Linked DNA regions of Macaca mulatta: region 2 is linked to region 1. A link is a contact called in public Hi-C data. All regions are on one chromosome and are shown on one strand. The core of a region is the stretch at or near the end of the contact, and the rest is flanking DNA. Distances in the headings are between cores, read along the strand shown. Region 1 holds the start of ST6GALNAC4 (ST6 N-acetylgalactosaminide alpha-2,6-sialyltransferase 4). Region 2 holds the start of LOC106993596.

The links. Hi-C and Micro-C count contacts between places; a contact is called where the count stands out from the background.
Region 2: a Hi-C map of liver shows a contact between it and region 1, with 4 times the contacts expected there. The contact joins the promoter of LOC106993596 here to the promoter of ST6GALNAC4 in region 1.

Annotation. Positions count from the first base shown.
Region 1 is chr15:19,779,617-19,782,677 of T2T-MMU8v2.0, reverse strand. ST6GALNAC4 (ST6 N-acetylgalactosaminide alpha-2,6-sialyltransferase 4) reads right to left here and starts at 1,466. Exons shown (of 5, transcript XM_077967889.1): 1 at 1,258-1,466.
Region 2 is chr15:19,888,574-19,891,621 of T2T-MMU8v2.0, reverse strand. LOC106993596 reads left to right here and starts at 1,366. Exons shown (of 3, transcript XM_015116774.3): 1 at 1,366-1,880; 2 at 1,882-1,977; 3 at 1,979-2,140. The coding sequence starts at 1,515. The coding sequence ends at 2,092. ENG (endoglin) reads right to left here. Exons shown (of 16, transcript XR_013405449.1): 14 at 2,075-2,129; 15 at 879-989; 16 at 1-754.

The DNA of each region.
Region 1 (3,061 bases), core at 217-2,716:
CCTGCCTCCAGAAACCATGTTCCAAAGGCCGTTGGAACCAGGAAGCTCTTCTAGCCATCCGGGCTAGGCCCAGCCTGGGGCTGCCCTCCTGGCAGACTTAGTGAATGCCTCCACCACCACCAAGCCTCCCAGGAGGGGAGGGGCTTGGTGGCAGCAGAACTGTGGGCTAGTCACTGGGTAGTGGTCCACCCTGGTCACCACCTGTGTCTCTCTGGGCTCCAGTTTTCTAGACTCGAGGCACAAGTCCCTAGGCCACCGTTCAGAAGCCACCGAGCCCTTGGCTGGTGCTCTCTGAAAATCAGAAGTGGGCAAGTCGCCCCCACCCCCCACCCCATCACCCCCACCCACCCCGGCGCATCCTGCCCAAGGCCCACCATTTTCTGCCCGCAAAGCTACGTCAGCTTCTAAAAATAAGTCTTTTCTGTGTGGCCAGCTGTGCAGGGGAGGTAGTTCTGCCTGGCACCTGCTCCCCTGCCCATGAGGAACCAGAGACCTTGACTCAGGCAGTTGAGATGAACTGCCCCCCACAGCCAGCTGTCTCTCTCTCACAACCCGGGGCTTCTGCGGTAAAGACAAGAGCGGCTGAACTGAACTTTCACACCCCCAGTCCCAGGTAGGCCTTGCCTGGTTAGCTCGTAGTGTTACCTCCGTTTTACAGGGATAGCAAGGTACGGACACCGCAGAGGGGATGCCACCCGCCTGGGGTCACACAGAGAGCTGGACTTTGAGGCCATTCTGCCTTTCTCTGCTCGGCAGCAGGGAGGTCAGAAGTGGCAGTGGCTCCTGGGGTGGAGAGGCTGCTGAGCTGCTCCGCTGGTCAGGGTCTCTGCGTTCCCTGGAAGTCCTCCTTCTTCCACCACTTACCGGAGCCTTCATGCTGTCACTGTCCCTCGGTAGTCTAGGGGCTGCTGTCTCCAGGGCTGGGGCTGGGAAGGGGTGGGAGCCGGGCACCTGCCAAGACCCAGAAACTCAGAGCTAGGAGGGATAAGGCACATGAGGTTCTAGGCTATCGGGAAAACTGAGGCAGGGGAGGGTACAGGCCGGGGTGAAAGCACATGGCGCCCGGGAATCCAACCCCTTGACGTCTCCAAACACCGGAAGGCAATGTCCCCATCCTAAAAGAGCAGGACTCAGCGACTTTTGCGAGACCTCCTGCCAACCCAAGAGGCAGCCAGGGGGCACCCCCAGCTCAAGGTCACCAATCGGGTCTGGGGCAGAGAGAACCAGAAGCCCGGAATTCCACCCCATCCATCCTACCTCTCTACCCGGGGGACGAATGGAGAGGCCGGGGAAGGGCAGGACGTGGGATTTTCACCGCCCTTCCAGATTCCACTGCCTCATCTCCCGGCCGGGTGCTAACCGGGCGTGGAGGCTGGGGTTCGCAGGAGGCTCGCGATCCGCTGCTCGGAGCTCCATGGCCCCCGGGCCGGGCCGACCGGACTGGAAGCTGATCCGAGCGGCCAGAGGCAGGGGGCGGGGCCGGGGCCGGCAAGGACGGGCGGAGACTCGCGCGCCTGGGGCGGGGCCTGCGCGCCGCAGGCGGATCCTACGAGCGCAGCCTGCGCGACCTGGGGAGGGCTCTGCGCGGCCGGGACGGGGCGGGACGTGAATGGCTGGCGGCGAGGCCTCCAGCTAGGGGCGGGGCCTCAGGGCCGGGGGCGGGGCTTCAGAGCCGGGGCGGAGTCTGAGTACCAGCATCTCCCTTTTCTGTCCTCCGCATTTCCAGCAGGCTCCTGCCTGGGCGAGGCTGTCGGGCCGCAGGGGAAAGAGACCTAGAGTGTGTCGGGGGCCACCGGGCAGTGGCGGCCTGGCTGTCCGGACTTGAGTGTCTCCATTTCTGAAATGGTGGTTGGGCAGGGAAATTAAGCGGGGCTTCCGGTCAGGCAGTCCACGTTTCAACTGGTAGGGTTGCTGGATTTATCAAGTAAGATAGAGAATGCCCAGTGACACTGGAAATTCAGATAAACAACGAATACATAAGTTATTTTCAATATGATTATTTTATTATGATTATGTCAGTGTGACATTCACCTGAGCCTGTTTTTCTCCTCTGAGACCCACGTGCAGAAGCGGCTCCTGTCACAGCCAAGATTCGAACCCAGGCAGTTTCACTCCAGACCAGGGGCTGTGACCACCTACTCTTACCTCTCAAAGGCTCCCTCGCTGGAATGTCCTCCAAATCCAAGTCAAGTTAGCCCAGGCCCTGGGCAGATGCCGCAGTGTGTCCTATTGGGGTCCCTTGGGATCTCAGAGGCAACTGCCTTCAGGCGCCAGGCTGGTGGCAGAAAGCACTGGGACGGTAGCAGGGGTGGGCCTATGGGGAAGTGAGAGGGCACACTTCCCGTCTAAGTTTTTTTGTTTTTTTTTTTGAGACAGAATCTCTGTTGCCCAGGCTGGAGTACAGTGGCACCGTCTTGGCTCATTGCAACCTCCGCCTCCCGGGTTCAAGCAATTTCCAGCTAACTTTTGTATTTTTAGTAGAGACAGGGTTTCACCATGTTGGCTAGGCTGGTATCGAACTCCTGACCTCAAGTGACCTGCCTGCCTCAGCCTCCCAAAGTGCTAGGATTACAGGCGTAAGCCACCACGCCCGGCCCTTGTTTATGATTTTTTTTTTTTTTTTGCAAAATGTTGCATTGGCCAGAAAGATCTTCTCCCCATCCCCGCCACACCCACCTCCTCTGCAGGGCGCTGGCCTGGGAACCAGCTTGGGCTCCTTCCCTGGTCTCCATTTCAAACTCCTTTTTCCTTTTTCTCAGAGGCTCAGGCCTGGGCTAGATGCCAGGGTATCTGTCCCCAGCTCAGCAACCTTCCCAATCTACCCTGCTCTAGGTTCAAAGCCATATCACCCCTGGGCCTGGTGCTGTAGGACTCAGTGCCTGTCCAGGGGCTGGGAGGAGGGCTGCTGTAGTGGCCCTGCCCCCCAGGGGCCTCCTTTGAGCACAAACTCTCCTGTCTCTGCCACTCCAGCCTGGACACATGTGGGGAGTAGTGGTTCACCCTCAGTCACCATGGCTCCTCACCCACACAAGGCAGTGTGTCCCCAAAGCCAGGGCCCTTC
Region 2 (3,048 bases), core at 117-2,616, 110 kb before region 1:
CAGGACAAGCAGCTTGGCTACTCCCCCTCTGCTGGCTGCCCGACCGGCAGAGGGGGCTCCATGTGGCAGGAGCTAGGCTCCCAACGCCCACTGTTCTTGCCACCCTCTGGGCTCCCAGGCTGGGCTCTGCTAGGCTCCTGTCTCCCCCGCCAGTTAGGCAAGTCCAGGTGTGGAGGCCGAAGGGATAGATCCAGGTGGCTCTAGGCTGGGCCCTCTTCCGTTCCTCGGGGGGAGGTGCTGTCAGCCTGGCTGGGCTGGCCTGGATCTGCTTCAAGTTCTCCCCTCCTGCCCAGCTCAGTTCACCAGTGCTGGATCCAGGTTCAAATGACAGGGGCTTGGGGTTTTACAACAGTGTGGCAAATGGTCTCTCTCCGCGGCCCTGGGCAGCCGTATCCCAGACCCACTGGGATATGAAGGTTCTGTGGGGTGGGGTGGAGGGACCCCAAGGTGTTCCAAGGCATTGGCCCCACTGGCAGCAGGCGTCTGAGAGGGAGGTGGGAAGGGCGGGCACGGAGAGCAGGCTCCATCCTGGGTCGAGTGGAGGACTGGCTCCCAGGGTGAGTTCACAGCGGTGCTCCCGGCTGGCGGCTGCTCAGTCTCTCCTGCTGGGCAAGCGTGGGGGGCCGGGGCTACGCCATGCTGCTGGTGGAGCAGGGGGTGCTCTGGGTGCTCCCGATGCTGTGGTTGGTGCTGCTGCTCTCTGAGGAGGCCGGGGCAGCCACTGCCACCACGGGCTCCCGCTTGCCGGGGGAACCTGGGAGCAGGGGCGGAGGTCAGGGTCCCGGCCAGGGCTCCTCAATCCCTCAGAGGCTTCACTGGGCTCCCCCGGGTGGGTGGAGGGGCCCGGCATGCTCACTGTGGGGGCCTGGGGTACTCACGCGTGTGCGAGTAGATGTACCAGAGTGCGGCGGTGAGCAGGGCCCCGATGAGGAAGGCACCAAAGGTGATGCCCAGCACGGCGGGCAGGACGAGGCCTTTGCTTGTGCAACCTAGAGAGGGCCGGCGCCATCAGCACTGCCGCCTCTGCCCCTGCCCCATCCCCTACCCTGTTGTGCTGGCCTGCGTGGGCTTTGGTGCCAGCCCTGCTCACCCTTGGACCCTTGACTTCTCTGAACCTCAGTCTCCTCTTGTAGCAAACGGGCTCATCACAGCCGGGCCTGGCATTGAGCCATGGTTGCTAGAATTATCCACCTAGAGGGCCCAGCCAGGCCTTTTGGGTCATGCCTCTGCCCCTCAAGGCTGATGGAGATGTGTTTTCAGGGAGGATGGATGGGGTAATATGAGGAAACTGAGGCTCAGGCGTGCAGAGCCTGCCCCACCTGCTGCGTGACCTTAGGTCAGCCCTGCCCCTCTCCGAAGCCTTTAGCAGGTAGACAACGGGTGAGAGCAGCTCCAAGCACCCTGCAGCTCTGCTCTTTGATTGCTCCAAGCCTCATTCCCTCCACATTCCTGACTCCTGTGTGACTACAGGCCAGGCAGTCTTCCCTTGAGCCTCTGATGTCCAATTCTGTGTCATGGGGTTATCAGCCCTGCCTTCTTGGTCCTGGGCTGGGAGTGGAGGCTCCATCCTGACCTGGATGTGGTGGCAGAGAGGTAGATGCCCCCATCCCTCACCCCTGCCTCTGCTGCCAGTGTCGGGACTCTTCTGCCTAGTATGGGCCTGGGGTGAACTGATGGAGAGGCTAGAGGGAGCATCCTGCAGGGAGAGGCCTCAAGGAAGGCAAGGCCAGCACCCCCACCCCAAAGGGCCTCTGTCCCACCCAGGAGGCTCCATCCTCCCAGCAACGGTGGGGATGGAGTGGAGCCGTGAGTAGGGGCAGAGGCCTAGACTCCCACGCCACAGGATGGTCTCAGGCAAGGGCTCTCCATCTGCAAAGTGCAGGCTCTGGCCCCTGTTCTAGGCTGCTGTGACTCTGGGAAGCCCTCCTCCTGCCCCTTCTGGGCTGCTTTCTCTGGGATCGCCCTTGCCATGTGCTATGTGCTATGTGCCCAGGCCGTTTCTCAGGGCTGCCCGCTGTGCCCTACTGTGACCTCAGCCACTAGAACAAACCCGAGAGACCTGGAGGGAGCTCACCAGACAGGTCAGGGCTGATGACGTTCAAGCGCGTGAAGACAGTCCTACGGACTTCCTGGAGGAGGAAGAGAGAGCAGTATGTGGCACAGCCTTTGGGAGGCGGCTTCCAGGTTTACTCCCTGGCTCTGTGACCCCAGCCCACTCTAGAGCCTTGGCTTAGAATCCCATCTCCACCGCTTCGTAGCTGGATGCCTCTGGGTGAGTCCTGGAAGATCTGTGCTGTGGGAGGGTGCCTAGTGGACAATCCCTGGCTGCTGCTGACATGTTTCCTGTGAGTTCCTGGAGGGCTTGATGCCTGGGAGCACTGTGGGAGCACTATGCATCCCTCACCCTCGTGAACACTTTGGAGCTATGAGCCAGGTCAGCCCAGAGCCCCAGGCTCACTGTGGCTGGAGGGAGAGGCCCACTTAGGTGAGCCTCGAAGGCTTCCCTAGCTTCATATGACCAGAGAAGTTTGTAATCCTGGAGGCTTGTCTGTGTAAGGGCCTGGGGGTGACTCTGGGGGTATCCAGGACAGATTGCCTGAGAGTGGGGGTCACCAGATGGTGAAGTGTTGTGACTGGCAAATACAGAAAGCCAGGAGTGTGTGTCCTTTGTCTGCCTCTTCCCTCGGGTCTCCTGTTCTTTGAGATTACACTGGTGACCATACTACATGGATGTGTGGGTGGCTAGATTCCTGGGTGGGATGGTGGGATGGTGGGAAGATGGTGGATGCCTGGCTGGGATGGCAGGTGGGTGGGAGGGTGGATGGATGGATGGACGGACGGGTGAATAAGTGGAAGGATAGATGATGGATAGATGGACAGTTGCAGCTGCATAGTCTGGCAGCTGCATAGTCTGGCAGCTGCATAGTCTGCCAGTGCCCAAGACATGGCAATCCCACCAGAAAGCTCTCGGGTGGCAGAAAGTGCTGCTGGCAGCCAGACTGCCAGGTGACATGCCTAAGGCTCTGCCCCTCACCAGCTGGCCCACAT